Regions from separate parts of the Rattus norvegicus genome. Here region 2 is linked to region 1. Evidence: chromatin contacts called from public Hi-C data. All regions are on one chromosome and are shown on one strand. Each heading gives the region's core, a stretch centred on a gene start, on an enhancer-like site or on the middle of the called end of the contact. The rest is flanking DNA. Distances are from core to core; before and after follow the strand shown. Region 1 holds the start of Gon7 (GON7 subunit of KEOPS complex). Region 2 holds the start of Fam181a (family with sequence similarity 181, member A).

The links. A called contact is a pair of places that touch in the nucleus more often than the background predicts.
Region 2: a Hi-C map of Schwann cells shows a contact between it and region 1, with 3 times the contacts expected there. The contact joins the promoter of Fam181a here to the promoter of Gon7 in region 1.

What each region holds. Positions count from the first base shown.
Region 1 is chr6:127,658,103-127,665,230 of GRCr8, reverse strand. It overlaps Gon7 (GON7 subunit of KEOPS complex), which reads left to right and starts at 1,955. Exons shown (of 2, transcript NM_001142941.1): 1 at 1,955-2,213; 2 at 5,821-6,490. The coding sequence starts at 2,009. The coding sequence ends at 5,909. Ubr7 (ubiquitin protein ligase E3 component n-recognin 7) reads right to left here and starts at 1,777. Exons shown (of 11, transcript NM_001007705.1): 1 at 1,601-1,777. The coding sequence starts at 1,750.
Region 2 is chr6:128,228,640-128,235,597 of GRCr8, reverse strand. It overlaps Fam181a (family with sequence similarity 181, member A), which reads right to left and starts at 1,462. Exons shown (of 2, transcript NM_001291359.1): 1 at 1,383-1,462; 2 at 1-725. The coding sequence starts at 641. LOC120103607 (a long non-coding RNA gene) reads left to right here and starts at 1,822. Exons shown (of 4, transcript XR_010052331.1): 1 at 1,822-1,951; 2 at 3,774-4,290.

The DNA of each region.
Region 1 (7,128 bases), core at 706-3,205:
TTGTGAGGCCAGCCTGGGCTACATAGTGAGTTTCATTCTAGTTTGAACCACACAATGTGACTCTGTCTCAAAAAACACAGCAAAATCCACAAAAGAACAAGACTTTAAGCCAAGCATGGTGGTGTACACTTGTAATACTTTGGGAGGTGAAGAGAATAATGAATGCAAGGCAGATTTGGGCTATATAAGATCCTATCTCCAACAACTGTAGTGAATATTTTATAAAGCTAAGTATATTAATAAACAGCTCACATACAGCCTTAGGACCTTTCTTTCCTTCCAAGGAAGGGGTGGTGTATGTGGTTTAGTGGTCATTGAATGAAAAAAATAAAAATAAAAAAGGAAGGAAAGGACATATCTGTTCCTCGGTGTGGTGGGAGAGAAAAAGTTTATTATTAAAGGAAGAGCATCGGGGCTAGGACACCTGAGAGTCCAGAGTCTAAACAACCCTGAGCTGGGCCCTGTGAAAGGAGAGAGAGAGGACTGGGAGAAAGGATATGGAGCCAGGTGCTACAGTCCAGAGACCCAAGAGAGCTGGATAAACAAAACGGTTGGATTATTTAGGGAAGGGAAGAGGAGGGAAGGGTAGCCCAGCCCCAGTCAGGAGGGCTCCGGAAGGGACAGAAGGACAGGGAGAACCTGGAGGCCACCATCCTCTTTGATATGTTAAATAGGCACAGCAGCCCCTTTGTCCAAAGTTTGAAACCTAACAGCGATCCTTCGATTTAAATGCCAGCGACTACTGTGCGACCGTTTCTGGGATACAAGACTTATTCAACAATCCAACAATTTTGCAGTGCAAACCCAACTTGGTCAACAAAGAAAAATAGTATTATGACTTCGGTCCACACCACACAATTAACTCCAAGCCCCTTCACTCCTTCCCCAGTCTTCCTCTCCAACCATGGGCATAGTTAGCCTGTTTCCTTCCACCAATTCTCATCCTTGTTAAGTTTCCTTCCTACACACCCTTTTCCACTTTAGTACTTAAATGTATAGTAAGCGTCAGTAAACGCTACATCCCAGCCCCTCAAACTCTTGTTCAGAAACCCCAAGAAGATCCTTTTCTCCTCTCTTGGTTTTCCAGGGCCACCTGATGTTCTGGCTTCGATCTACTCCCGAGGGAGAGGGGGTGTCATACAGCACTTATACACGGAACTTCATTTAACCGGAAGGGGGGGGAGGCGCAGCTAGCAGTTAAACTAGACTACAGTAGTGTCCAGAAGCCCACCCTCACCGGAAGACTTTCGAATTCGGCCCAATTTTTCTTTACGTTTCCCCATCTAGTCCCTTAATTAACATTCTTTAGGGGTAGAAGTGGGGCGAAGAATATCTGGATTTAAGAGGTCACAAGAATAATCTCGTGGAAAGCAGGCCACCAAGAGGCGACAACTGGAGGACAGAGCTGCTGCTCCAGGACCGAAGCCTACAGTGTATGGCCAGCAGGACAGAAGGACAGCCCTGGTGGTGACAAGCTGAGGATCAAAGGGCAGCTGGGCCCCGGCTGTGGAAGCACAAAGTAAAGGGCCGCCCCGGAGCCGGCCGGGCTGCGGCCAGCGGGAAACAGGCAGGTCGGCGGGAGCAGCCGGGCCACGCGCACCTGCGAGTAGGAGCACTTCTCGGAGTCGCTGCCGCCCAAGACGGCGCACGCCTCATTCTCCAGCTCCTCGTCTTCCTCGAGCACGTCCACCAGCGACACCACGGGCTCCAGCTCCGCCTGGCACCCGGTGGGACTCTCGGCTCCGGCCATCCTCAACTGTCACCGGGCTCCGCTGCGTGGCCCTGGAGGCGGCGGGAAAAGTGGCCGCCAGGGGCGTCGCGAGAAGGAGGGGCCCGAGCACCAGCCAACCAATCCCAAGGAAGGAGAAGGAAGAAAATAGGCGGGGCAATTCCGGGAAAACGGAAGTCATCCCTCCTACTCTCCTCTCCCGCCCGCCCTGGCTGCGGGCTGGCTTCCGCTTCCGGGTGACGATTCTCTGTGGCGCGCTGTTGAAGCTGAGCGGTCGCCATGGAGCTTTCTGGCGAGTATGTCGGTGGTGACGGGGAGCCGCAGCGGCTACAAGTGTCCTGTGAAGCGTCGAGCGACGCGGACCCTCTCCAGAGCCTGTCGGCGGGCGTGGTCCGCATGAAGGAGTTGGTAGCGGAGTTCTTCGGGACCCTAGTGGAGCAGGACGCACAGGGCGTGGCGGAAGATCCGGAGGACGCTTTGGATGGTGAGCGCGGGGGCGGGGCGCCGGGGGACTCTGGCGGGGGCAGGCAGTGTGAAGGGCAGCCTAGAGAAGGCGAGACTGGGGGAGGAGGAATCGCTTCTAAAAATCGTTAGTCCTCTCTGCCCTCTTTGTCTGATCTCCCACCGCGGCGAGTGTTGGATTAGGGACTGGACAACGAACGAAGTCAGCTCGACTCCCTTGCAAAGGATCGAGATAGGCAGATCTGCTCGAGAAAGTGTGGTGGTCTGTAACCATTGCTAACTGGCAGGAAGACCGAAAGGGCGGGACTTTGGAGCTGATTGTTGAAAGAAGAAAAGGAGTGAAGTTAGAAATTAGAAAAACATTTGACAGAATAAGAGCTTCAGATGATCGAGACCCACTTTGTTTTAGGGAATCTTAACCCTCTCAGTTTTATAGGTATTGTTTTGAAAGTAAAAGGGTTTTTTAGTTTTTAAATTAATTGATAGTTTCATTCATGTATGTAGTGCATTCTGGTCTCTCTCTATCCCCCGCTGAACCCCTTCCCAACAGGGCTCCTGCCCTTTCTTTTGTTGTCACTCACTGAGTTTATTTAAGGATATTTGTGTGAGCTTGGGTGGGTTGTTTACAGGAACTAGGGCAACTCAGCAGTGACTAAACCACTGAAGAAAACAATGACTCCGCGCCCCCCATCAACTGCCAAACGCTCCTCCGGGAGGAGAGGCGCCTCATGAGCCCCTCCCTCTTCCATGATCGAACGTTTAGGTTGCCAACTTTTACTGGTTATCACCGCTGCCGTACACTTTCCTTTCCTCTGGCTCTTGCTTTCTCTCACCCCCTCTACTGTTCTAGAAACTTAACTGTTAGGTTTGGAGTTTGTTTTTAAAGATGGATGTTTTACCTGCATGCGTGTCTGTACACCACTTATGTGCAGTGCCTTTGGAGGCCAGAAGAGGGCATCAAATCCCCTGAAGCAGAGGTACAGACAGTTGAGAGTGCCTTGTGCATGCAGGGATAAAGTTGGCAGTGCTCTTAACCGCTGAGCCATCTCTCCAGCCCCAACCCTGTTACTAGGAATAAAATTATTTTGTAGACATTGTCACCATGTAACTGTTAAACCAGACTAGCTTTGAGTTGCAGAGAGCCGCCTGACTCTGCCTCAGCAGTCGGGAATAAAGAAATGTGCCCACACTCAAGCTTGGCTACATTTATTTTTCTTATCTTGAATTGAATCCCAAGATAGATATCGTCCTGAACTAAGGAATCAAGGAACTAAGGAGGAGGTTAAACTGTACTTCCTAATTCTTTATAATATGGGCGTTGGCTGTCATTAAAAGGTATTATCTAGATGTATTAGGTTTCTTCAAAGGAGCAGAACTGAGTAAGAGTGACTTATGGCCTGTGGTCTGAGTAGTCCAAAAAAAGCCCTGACAGAGGGGCTGGGGATTTAGCTCAGTGGTAGAGCGCTTACCTAGGAAGCGCATGGCCCTGGGTTCGGTCCCCAGCTCCGAAAAAAAGAACCAAAAAAAAGCCCTGACAGAAAAGCCAAGAATCTGGTAGTTGTTTGTCCATGAGACTGGATGTCTCAACAGTCCCAGTCAGGGACTTAAGACTTTCTTAAGAGGACTCCAGTTTTCAGTCTTTGTTCCAGTCCTAAAGAAGTAGGTTCTAACACCAACAAAGGAGCATCGTGGGCATCTCGGTAACAGAGTAGAGGAACTTGCTAGTCAGAGTGAGGGCAAGCAGGCAAAAAAAGCAAAAGCTTCCTTCCATATCTTTTCTCATGGGCTGGGCAGGTTGACAACCAAGATTAGCTATCATACTAGGATATGATAGGCCCTCGTTGGTGGAAGTGTAAAATGGTTTGTCCACTTTAGAATTTCTAAAAACTTAACCATACCACCCCATAATTAAACCACTAGTTTTCCAAGTTAACTGGAAATATGTTTATACCAAGATTCAATACCTGACGGTAGCAGCACTGTTCATTGGTAGCTGAAAAGTGAAAATAATACAAATGCCCATTCTTTTAATTTTTGAATAATAGTCATGTGAAAATTGTTGGATAATGTCTAACAATTAAAGTAAAGCCAGCTGCATAGACATGAGGGCTTGAGGTTGACTCCCCAGAACCCATGTAAGACCATGTGCCTGTAATTCTTGTGCCCTTGCAGTGAGTTGGAAGATGGAGCCAGGAAACTTCATGTATGTAGAGACCCTTTCTTAAAGTGGAAGGTAAAGACCTATACTGAAATGGTGACCTCTGTGTGTACTATAGCATGTATATACACATCATACATACACATATACACAAAGGAATGATACGTGGATTCACAGTACAATGGTAACGAATCCTAAGACAACAGTCAGGCACAAATGGCTCTACACTCTTCATTTGTCTGAGATGTCCAAACTAGGCAATCTATAGCAGCTGAAAGTAAATTAGTAGTTGTAAGAGAAGGATGCGTGTACCTGAACACAGGTAACCGTACATGTGGCAGAATGTAGGTTAATATAAATGGGTTATCCTATGATCTAATCAGAGAAGAGCCTATATGGCCAAAGTATTTGTACATATACTTTGAGTCTGAGTCTTATTTCTGGGAACATTGGTCTAGGAGGAAGAACTGAAATCAGACTTGTACAAAATGGTACCCCATATTGGGTGCCAATATGTTATATTAGAAGTTTCTTATCCCACCTTAGATCATTTAGTTCTCAGATTAAAAGACATACAACTTTATATTTATAATATGCTGTTAATGCACTAGAGCTGGGCAGATACCTCCCTTATAAGCTATTCTGATCCACTTCCCCATCAATAATCCTGAGTTACAACTTGCTGTGTTCCATCTGGGCAGCTCTTAACTCCAGCTGGCCTACCCTCGTAGCCTGGCCATGTTTTCATGACTCACCTACCCCCGTGGTGTCTTCTCTCCATCTTCTTTTTTCTTGTGGTTCTCCTCAAACCAAGAGAACCGAAACTGTACCTACCTCTCCTCTACCCAGCTATAGGCAGTAGGCATCTTTATTCAACCAGTAGTTTTAAATTAAGGAGCCAGGGTCACATATCATTCATTATTTGATGTATGTGAGGATTCTCTTGTCCCTGGGGCAATAATAAAGCAGTACATTATAGACAGGCTGGCCTCAAACTCAAGAGATTTGCCTGCTGCTTCCTTCCGAGTGCTGTAATGAAAGGTGTACAGTTACGTTGTTTTTGAGATGTGGCCTTACTGTGTGGCCCTGGCTCCCCTGGAATTTACTATGTAGATCAGGCTGGCTTTGAACTTAGAGAGATCTGCATGTTTCTGTCTCCTAGGCACTAAGATTAAAGGCTGTCACATTCAACTAATTCCTGAAGTTTTTAAAAATTCATTTTAGCATGATGCATATGTAGAGTGGGGTCTCCTTTTTATTGGGCTCAAGGGATTGAACTCAGGTCACCATATTTACCTGTACTGCATTTACTTTGACCCACTGAGCAATCCCACTGGCTCCTAGCACTTATAAAGTGTAAGATATGTGTGGTTGTTTAGTCCCCAAAGGGACGTCTCGTATCAGTCTCTTTACCTATTTGTATTTCTTTTATCCACTAAACATATCATACAACAGACATTTATTTTAAAAGGTGATGAAGATGATGCAGAAGATGAAAATAACTCTGGTAGAACTAACTCAGATGGACCATCTGCAAAACGACCTAAACCAACTTCTTAACACAGCTCTTAAGACATTCAGACTGCTACCAGGCTGAGTGAGATGATGTGTACTTGTAATCCCAGTTCGTTCAAAGGCTGAGGCAGTATAATCAAAGTTTGGAGGCCAACTTGTGTGCTACATGCCAAGACCATGCCTCAAAAAAAAAAAAAAAAAAGGCCCAAGACAGCAGGGCAATGCTATCCTCATCACTGGAATTACAGAAGACCTGTGCTCTAGCTGGGAAATTCATTTTCTTTCACTGGAACATCACAGAGCAAACTTTCTTGTTCCTAACAAAGTACAAGTGTTTGGGAGTGAACTCCTGTTGTCTCATCCTAAAATAAAATGAAACCGCTCACAGTGAATGAACTCTAAATTGGCAAATGAATTTTTATGTTTGTTTTTCTCTCTTAAAATGCTCATTGAATCAAGTGGTGTATGTCTACATCTTTCAGTGTTTATAAAAGCTGCTTGTTGTAGTTCATAGGCAATTAATATTTGAAAGAATTGATAAGAAATATGACTTGTGTGTATATATATACATCTGTACAAGTATAGATGTAAAGCCCAAGTCAATAAAATACATTGGTTGTAACTTACCTATTTCCTGTAGCCATTTTTTTTTAATTTTAGTCAAAAGGGAACTGTTGAATAGTTTAAAAAATATAAATTCCTAAAATATATTGTATGTGTTCTTTTCTGCTGTTTATCAGTGGAACTAGATAGAGTAGTTTTTTTTTTTATTTATAGTGCATCTTATCTGATTTTGACACTTGAAATGCAAAATATACCTAGTGAAATTAGAATAATTCTTTTAATTACATATTTTGTTTTGAGGCTGGTTCTTGCTATGTATGTAGCCTAGACTGGCCTGGAATTCACTGCATAGCCTACCTGGCTTTGACCGTTTAATGTCTTACTTCTGAGTATTAGGGATCACAGGTGTACACAACCATGCCTGGCTTTTTGTTACTTAGAGACATGGCTTTACTGTGTGCTGAAGTTGATCTGGACTCCCTAGTTGTAGCCCAGCCTGTCCTCAGACTCATTTTTCTGCTTGTCACTTCTTGGGTGCTGGGATTACAGATATATTCTGAACCTCATAGACTCATCAATACCACAAACTATAATGACTTAATTCAGAGTAGTCGCTCAATCTTGGAATAGTTACTTGCCTCAGGTTACAAAGCCAACCACTGGCTGAGAGAGAGAGAGAGAGAGAGAGAGAGAGAGAGAG
Region 2 (6,958 bases), core at 213-2,712, 570 kb before region 1:
CAGTAGCTCCAAGCGTCAAGACTGCCTACCAGGGATACCCCAGACATCTTGAGTGATTCCGTGTCAGTGAGTACCCTTGGGGACATGGGTAGTGGAGCAGTCTCAGGCCCCAGGGACTCCAGACCCTTGCAATTTTTCTTATTCTCATACAGAGATGCCTCCCTGGGGGCCAGGCCCACCTCCAGCCCCATTGGGTAGCTGAGGGTGGGCCTTGGTTCCTCCCAGAACGAAGCAGGCAGCTGTCTCTTCCTCATGGGCACCTGGCCAGGTCTAGTAGCCTCTGGATTCAGACCCCGGAAGCTCTGCTCCTTAGAGAGGCACTCCTCCCTGAAGGGGGTCCCCAGGGCCTTTTCTGTGCAGCTCCCACCCCCACCAGTGCTGGCTTGGGGACAGGGATGGAGGGGTAGCCGTCCGGGCCTCTCTTCAGGCCCCCTCTGCAGGTGGGGCTCTGTCACCCTGCCAGGCAGGCCCCTAGGGAGCCTCGAGTACTTCTGAGAGAAGCGCTTGAGTTGTTTCTGCAGGTACTTGCGATGGTCCACAGAGCGGCGGCAGGGTGCGGACTTGTCCAGGGCCGCCTTGATGTCACTGGACGCCAGGTTTACAAAATTCAGAAGCATCTTCACATCACTGTCAGCTGCCATCACCACGGGAACCGTGCAGGGCTTTCCATGAAGAGTGTGGGTTCTGCTGGGGGCTGGCAGCTCGGAGGAGAGCCCCGGGCAGACCTAGGGAACACAATAGGCAGCTGGGGTCTCTCCGGGGCAGTTACACCTTCCCCAGGGCCACCAGGACCGAATGCACAAATCTCCCCACCCAGGCATCCTCCTGTCCCAGACAGAATCCACAATGGGACCTTCTGACCATCTGAGATGAGACAGGTGCCGACCATTGAATTCAGTCTTCTGCAAGTCAAGGCTCAGAAAATGCAAGCTCCTTGCTCAAAGCCACCCAGCTACAAGTGGCATTTCTGGGGCTACGAAGTGAGTTGGTCGCATCTCCCACATATCGTGAGGCACACAACTCACCATTCAGGTTTTTATTTTCAAAGCCAAAGAAATTCCCTAAAGAAGGCCAAGCCTCCCCCACCCCCTTGGTGGTGGCCTTCCCCTCCCACCACCCCGCCCCCTCTGCAGCCCCCACGCTCCACCCCCAACTCTCACACAGGGCCAGGCAGGATCTCTGTCTAGCACTTAATCTAGACCTGCCTTCAAGGCTCATCTCAGGCTGCCGGCAGCAGGGGACTCCCCTGTAGAAGCATCTGCAGCAATTTCATGCCTCCTCAGCCACCACCCACACTACTGTGCCCCTCCCCCAAGGCCCTACCCCGCTCAAGCCCTGCCCTCCACCCAGCCAGGCCAAACCGCTTGGGACTCCACACTGACCGAAGGTGCAGGCCGGGGGCCCCCCCCCGCCAACGTGGCCGGCAGGTTCCCCACCGCAGACCCCAGCAAGCCTGGCGAGGTGGCGTGCAGTGAGCTCCGAGCAAGCGGGATGAGAAGCAGTTGTGCACAGCCCTTGAGTGGGCTGAATGGAGGACAAGTCCAGAGCTGGGGGGCCCTCAGGCCAATCAGGAGCGCCTCTCCAGATACAAAGCTTCCCAATCAGGCGGCGGAGCCCCGGTCCCACATTCTTTGCCGTCACAAATTGTCACCATGGGGACCATCACAAAAAAAGACAGCTCCCAAATGCAATCATTTCCCGGTAAATTTCTACTTCAGCCTCACTTTCTCCAACCTCCACACCCCCTCCTCCCCTTGACCTCAGTACCCTGGTTTCTCGAGGGAAGTGTGTGTGTGTGTGTGTGTGTGTGTGTGTGTGTGTGTGTGTGTGTGTATGTAAAAAGTATTCGGGATCAAGGAGGGCCCGGTGCAGTGAGACAGGCACCCAACCTTCCCCAGATACTCCAGGCCTCCAGCTGCCATGCTCCAGTGCAGACAGACAATTGGATGGGGTAAGCCGGGGTGGGCTGCATTCCCTCTGCCCTTGAGTGTTGAGTGTGTGTTCTCTGACTCTGTCTCTGGCTTCATGTCTCTCACCTCTTTCACCCGCCCCTCCTGAAGGGGTCCCCTGGGATGGATCGAGAGGTGCGATGATGTGGGGCAAGGTAGCCCGGCCAGGCTGGCTGAGGGGTGCTGGGATATCCATGGGAAGGGAGCCGAGGCTCTCAGGAATCTTGTCTTTATGTTTGCTTCCTCAATTGAGCTGCACAAAGGCTGAATTGCCCATTCAGTGCGGCCGGACAAAAGGGTGGCGTTGCACGGTCCCCTTGCATTTGTAGTCAAACAGTTAGGGACTTAAATCGAGTCGTCATGATGGAGAAAGAGGTGGACAAAGCCCATGGAACTGCCATCAGCAAACATTTTCCTGTGTCATATTAGCTAGTCTCCATGGCTCCCCCTGGCCCGGGGACAATGGCACAAGTTTGCACACTTGGCTACTGTCACCGTGCCAACGCCAGCAGGGCTGCAAGCAGGGCCGCTCAGTTGGAGCAAGTGAGGGAGCCCAGGCTGCCATGGTGCCTGCCCATCAAATGCTCAGAAAGAAGGTGAGGCTGACATAGTGAAGGAGGCTGTCTGAGAAGTGCTCACGGGCAGGATCTCCATGCTAGCCAGCCCAGTGGACCCCACACACCACCTCCCCTCCCCTTTCCCTGTCTTCCTGCCACCTTCTTCTGTCCCTGTCTGCATAGTGGCCCACTCCTTCATACCACAGCCTCAAAGCCAGGCAGGCATGGCTGCATGCCCTCGCTTAGGAGTGGCACCGAGAGACGCCTGCTGTGACAGTGGGACACCTGCCTAGAGTAGCCCCAGGTTCCCTCCTCTGGAGGAGACTGCTCAGGGCCAGTGAGCTGCAACTCCCGTGCAGAGCCAGAGATGAACAGACAAGGGTGTGCTGCTGGCATTATGATCCCTGTGGTGGCAACCACCACATTTTTCTCCTTCCTTTGCATAACCAAGGACTGACTGTGCTGCTGCTGTTTAACCCTCGCTGCTTCGGCAGGAGAAATTCTGCAGCATGTCCCAGACCACCCACCTTAACAGGTAAGAGAAGGTACCATCCTTCATGCTCCAAACTCTTGGTGCACTCTGCTGGAGATAGACTCTGTGGCCACCAGGTTAAGCTCCTGCCAGCTCCTCTCAGAACTCTGGCTGCCTGCATCAAGGTAGTGTGTACCCCATGTGTCTGGGGCTACCTCCTTTATCTCCCTCCCATACATGCTGGGAGATCACCTCACACATCCAGCCTGTTTCTGCCCTCATCTACTCCTGGCCTGTGACCAGTGCACCCAGTTCCCTAGAAAGAGACAGCTCCCAAGGGGGTTGCTGTTGGTCACTCAGCTTCCTGAGACGGTAGCATGATTGTGCCCTTTAGGGGACTACTACCGCACTGTAGTGCTCTCTCATGCTTCTCTCGTTAGTGGGCTTTGTGGGAATCCAGTCTGAAAATGTCTTTCCAGATTTGAGGTAGAGGGGGATAGGATAGCTCAGTGGTGGAGCCCCAGCTCAGAGCACATCAGACCCCTCCAGAGGCCTTAATGTGCACTGTCCTTCCAGGGCTTGGCACGGGGAGGCTTCTTGTTTCTGAAGAGCTGCCATCTTGTTGACCGGAAATGACTTCTTGTTCTGTTTGCTTGTAGTCCAACTTGAGCGTGCTAAGGGTGGTGAGGGCTCGGCTGCTAGCTTGTCCTAGGACCGCGGACGCAGAGGCGTCCTTGACAAAAGGACCCTTAGAGCCGCTGCGCGTAGATCGACAAGATTGTCTTGTTTCCCTAGGGTGATGGCACTTAAAGAAGGAGGCGGATTCCGGCTTGCGCCCAGGTGGGGGTCTCTGCCAAGCTCAACCAAAGGCAAATCATCTCAGCAGAGTGACTAAGTCAACCAGAGAGAAGAGCGCCAACCTTCCCCTCCCCAGCACACAGGGCTGGGGAGCCCCCACTGCTGGTTCTCAGACTGGTACCTCCCCCCGCCCCATCTCAGCAAGTAAAGATCCTCCTTGACCTAAAAGTATAAGGGAATGCATGCTAAATGTTCCCCGGATACAAGAATGACTATCCAGAGTGAAGAGCCGCTGTCCCTGGGCAGGGAAGGACAGATTCCTGCTGGCAGCAAATCCCAGTCTCTGGTTGTGACATCCCAATATGCTGTGGTCTGACAGCTGTCAACTGGAGACAGACCTAATTTCCCCAGGGACTATACCTGCCCAGGGAGCTGGCTTACTCCAACCATCCTGGCTCTGGGGATGAATGCCACCAATCGCTCTGACTGGAGGAACGTGCAAAGGCCACTGGAGGTACAGTAGCTTGCCAGAAGCTCTGTTAATACGGGACGCACATCGCGGGGTGACTTATGCAACCCCTTACATAACAGCTTCTATCAAAGTCCAGCCCGCAGCAAGTGTCAACCACAATCAACCTGAGTAGGGACAGGAGGCGTTGGGCGGAAGTAAGCTCCTGTGGCTGCTGGGATAAGTGCTCCCTGTCCTGGCTGCCCAACTTCATGGTTAATGATGACCCCCAGTATGACTGTGCCCACAGAACTGCTGGCACCTCAGGTGACCATGGGTAGTTACAGCCTCGTGTGGTCAGTCCCTATAGCAACAGAGGTAAGTGTTAACTAGGAATCCCTAGTGGTAAATGCTTTGATTTCTCCCGATACAAATCGGGAGAAACCTCACTCACTAGCCTGGGCTTTAACCTCACTTGCTTTATCCCTAGTATAGCAAGGGTTCAAAGATGAAGTCTAAGGACAACAGGCTCCGGGTTGAGATGGCGCAGCCATTCTCCCTCCATTACACAGAGCCTCAGGAAGGCCGGCTTCTGGAAGGAATCTGACAGGAGTGAGGATATACACAGCTAGCCTTGTTTGCTCTTGGATGTTGGGAAAGTGGTCAGGTTTAAGTTGAATGGCACACAGATAAACAGACCATTAACCTATGCTCAACAGAGGTCACTGAAGCATGAGGCTACGAAACTTGACAAAAATGAGTGACCGTGAAGGCAATGAGCTGTGTCTCAAATTCTTCACCTTTAAGGGGGGAATCATAGTCCCTGGCAAGATTCATACTGTGATTAAAATCCCACACAGAGAAGAGGTTGCCTGGTGTGTAGCCAATACCCTTCCCTTCTCCTTGCTTCCCCACAGAGCTGGATCAAGTCTGCTCTGTAGGTTGGGGCTGGTGTGGCACAAGCAGTGTGGTAGTTGTGGCTTGGTGCCTCAAGGTTCTGTGCCCAGTGGATCCTGGCCCCACATTCCTGATACTGTTCTGAACCCTCACCCTCAGACCCGCCACGGACAGACACTTCACCTTGGCTGTGTCCTCTCCTGCCTTTCTTGTGCTGAGTCCTGTCCAGTCAGGGCACTGGCCAGGAATCAGAAGTCAGTTTAATCTCAACTGTCAATTCGGATTTGATTGGTCATGCCTCCAAAGAGCCTTGTGGGACAATTCCAAGGCCAGCATGGAATTTGGAATGCTTTGATCAGCTAGTGATGTCTGCCCTGGGGATGGATGGTGATGGTCTCTTTCTCTGGGTGCCAGGTCCCTGATTCCCTGGGAAGGTGACAGGATGCCGAGCTTGGTGTTTTAGTAGTCCAACTCCTGCAGTTTTAATCAAGCACTTTTAAATCAAGCGATTTTCATAGGACACTGGAGGAGGCCAGTGACTTATCCAGATACATATTCCTTTAAGCAGTACCCAGATCTCTTGCTTCCCAGGGGAAGGTGTCTCCGTTCAACTCAACAGGTTTTTGTTTTCCTTGAGACAAGATTTCACTGTAGAGCCCAGGCTGGCCTGAAACATGTGGTCCTCTTGCCTCTGCCTCTCAAAGGCCGGAGCTACAGGCTCAGGGACCATACTTGACTCCACACCTACTGACAACGATCAACACGCAGCCAGGCACTAGCCATAATAAACATCTTATATTTCTAATGGTATTCAATAATTCCTTTTGAGATTTGCTTTGATTTTTATTTTATGTGTATTGTTACCTTGCCGGCATGTTTTATCTGTACACCATGTGTGTGCAGTACCCAAGGAGGCCAGAAGGTGGTGTTGGATGCCTTGCAACTGGAGTTACAGATGGTTGTGATCTGCTGTGGATCAAACATGGGCCCTCTGGAAGAGCATCCACTGCTCTCAACTGCTGAGCCGTTTCTTGAGCCCCACGTGTCCAGTGCCATTTTATACTCACAACCACCCTGCAGGATGGGTTCCTCTATTTTCTCACACTTGGCAGACAGAACTATGGCTCAAGGAGGACAGGTGACTTAACCACTGGTTAAGAGGATGAACCAGGGAGGGTTCAAGCCCCACCTCCATGACTGCGACTTTCTATTAGTTTTTGAGTGTCATACAAGACAACAGTCATAACCTGGGAGAAGACCCAGATCCAGAGATTGTGGGCACTCTGGAGTGCCAAGACAGTGAGAAGTTTAGTGTCTTGTATAGGGGAGGAGGTCACAGCAGGAATGGAGTGATACAAGGTAGGAAGGAAATGTTGGTTCTTCCCATGATTTGCATTCACGAGGCACATAATAAATGCTGTGTGCCTGAGTGAATACTCACATAAAAAGGTCAGAACGTGAAGTAATATGGTCAGCTGACTCCTGAGTGTCCCTTCAGTGCCTGACTTGACCCCTGGGCACACTCCCACCCCCAGCGGCATGTTGCAAACACACGCCACCATCTCCATAGAAGCCCTTGCCTCCTGGCAGTAGGATTTCAAAAGGAACAGTAGGAGAAATGACCACACGCCTGCCTCCAGTGTGTTCAGTGTGGGGATCATGCTGTCTCCAGAGGTGAATAAGGACCAACCGGGCTGCAACCTGGCAGAGATAGCAGCCTGCAACCAGGCACCAAACAGGCATCGGAGAAACCAGCTAAGGACCATTAACCCTAAAGGGTCATATATCCTGGGATGCTGAGCGTTACCTGGAATCAGGTGACCTCTGGACGTGTTCC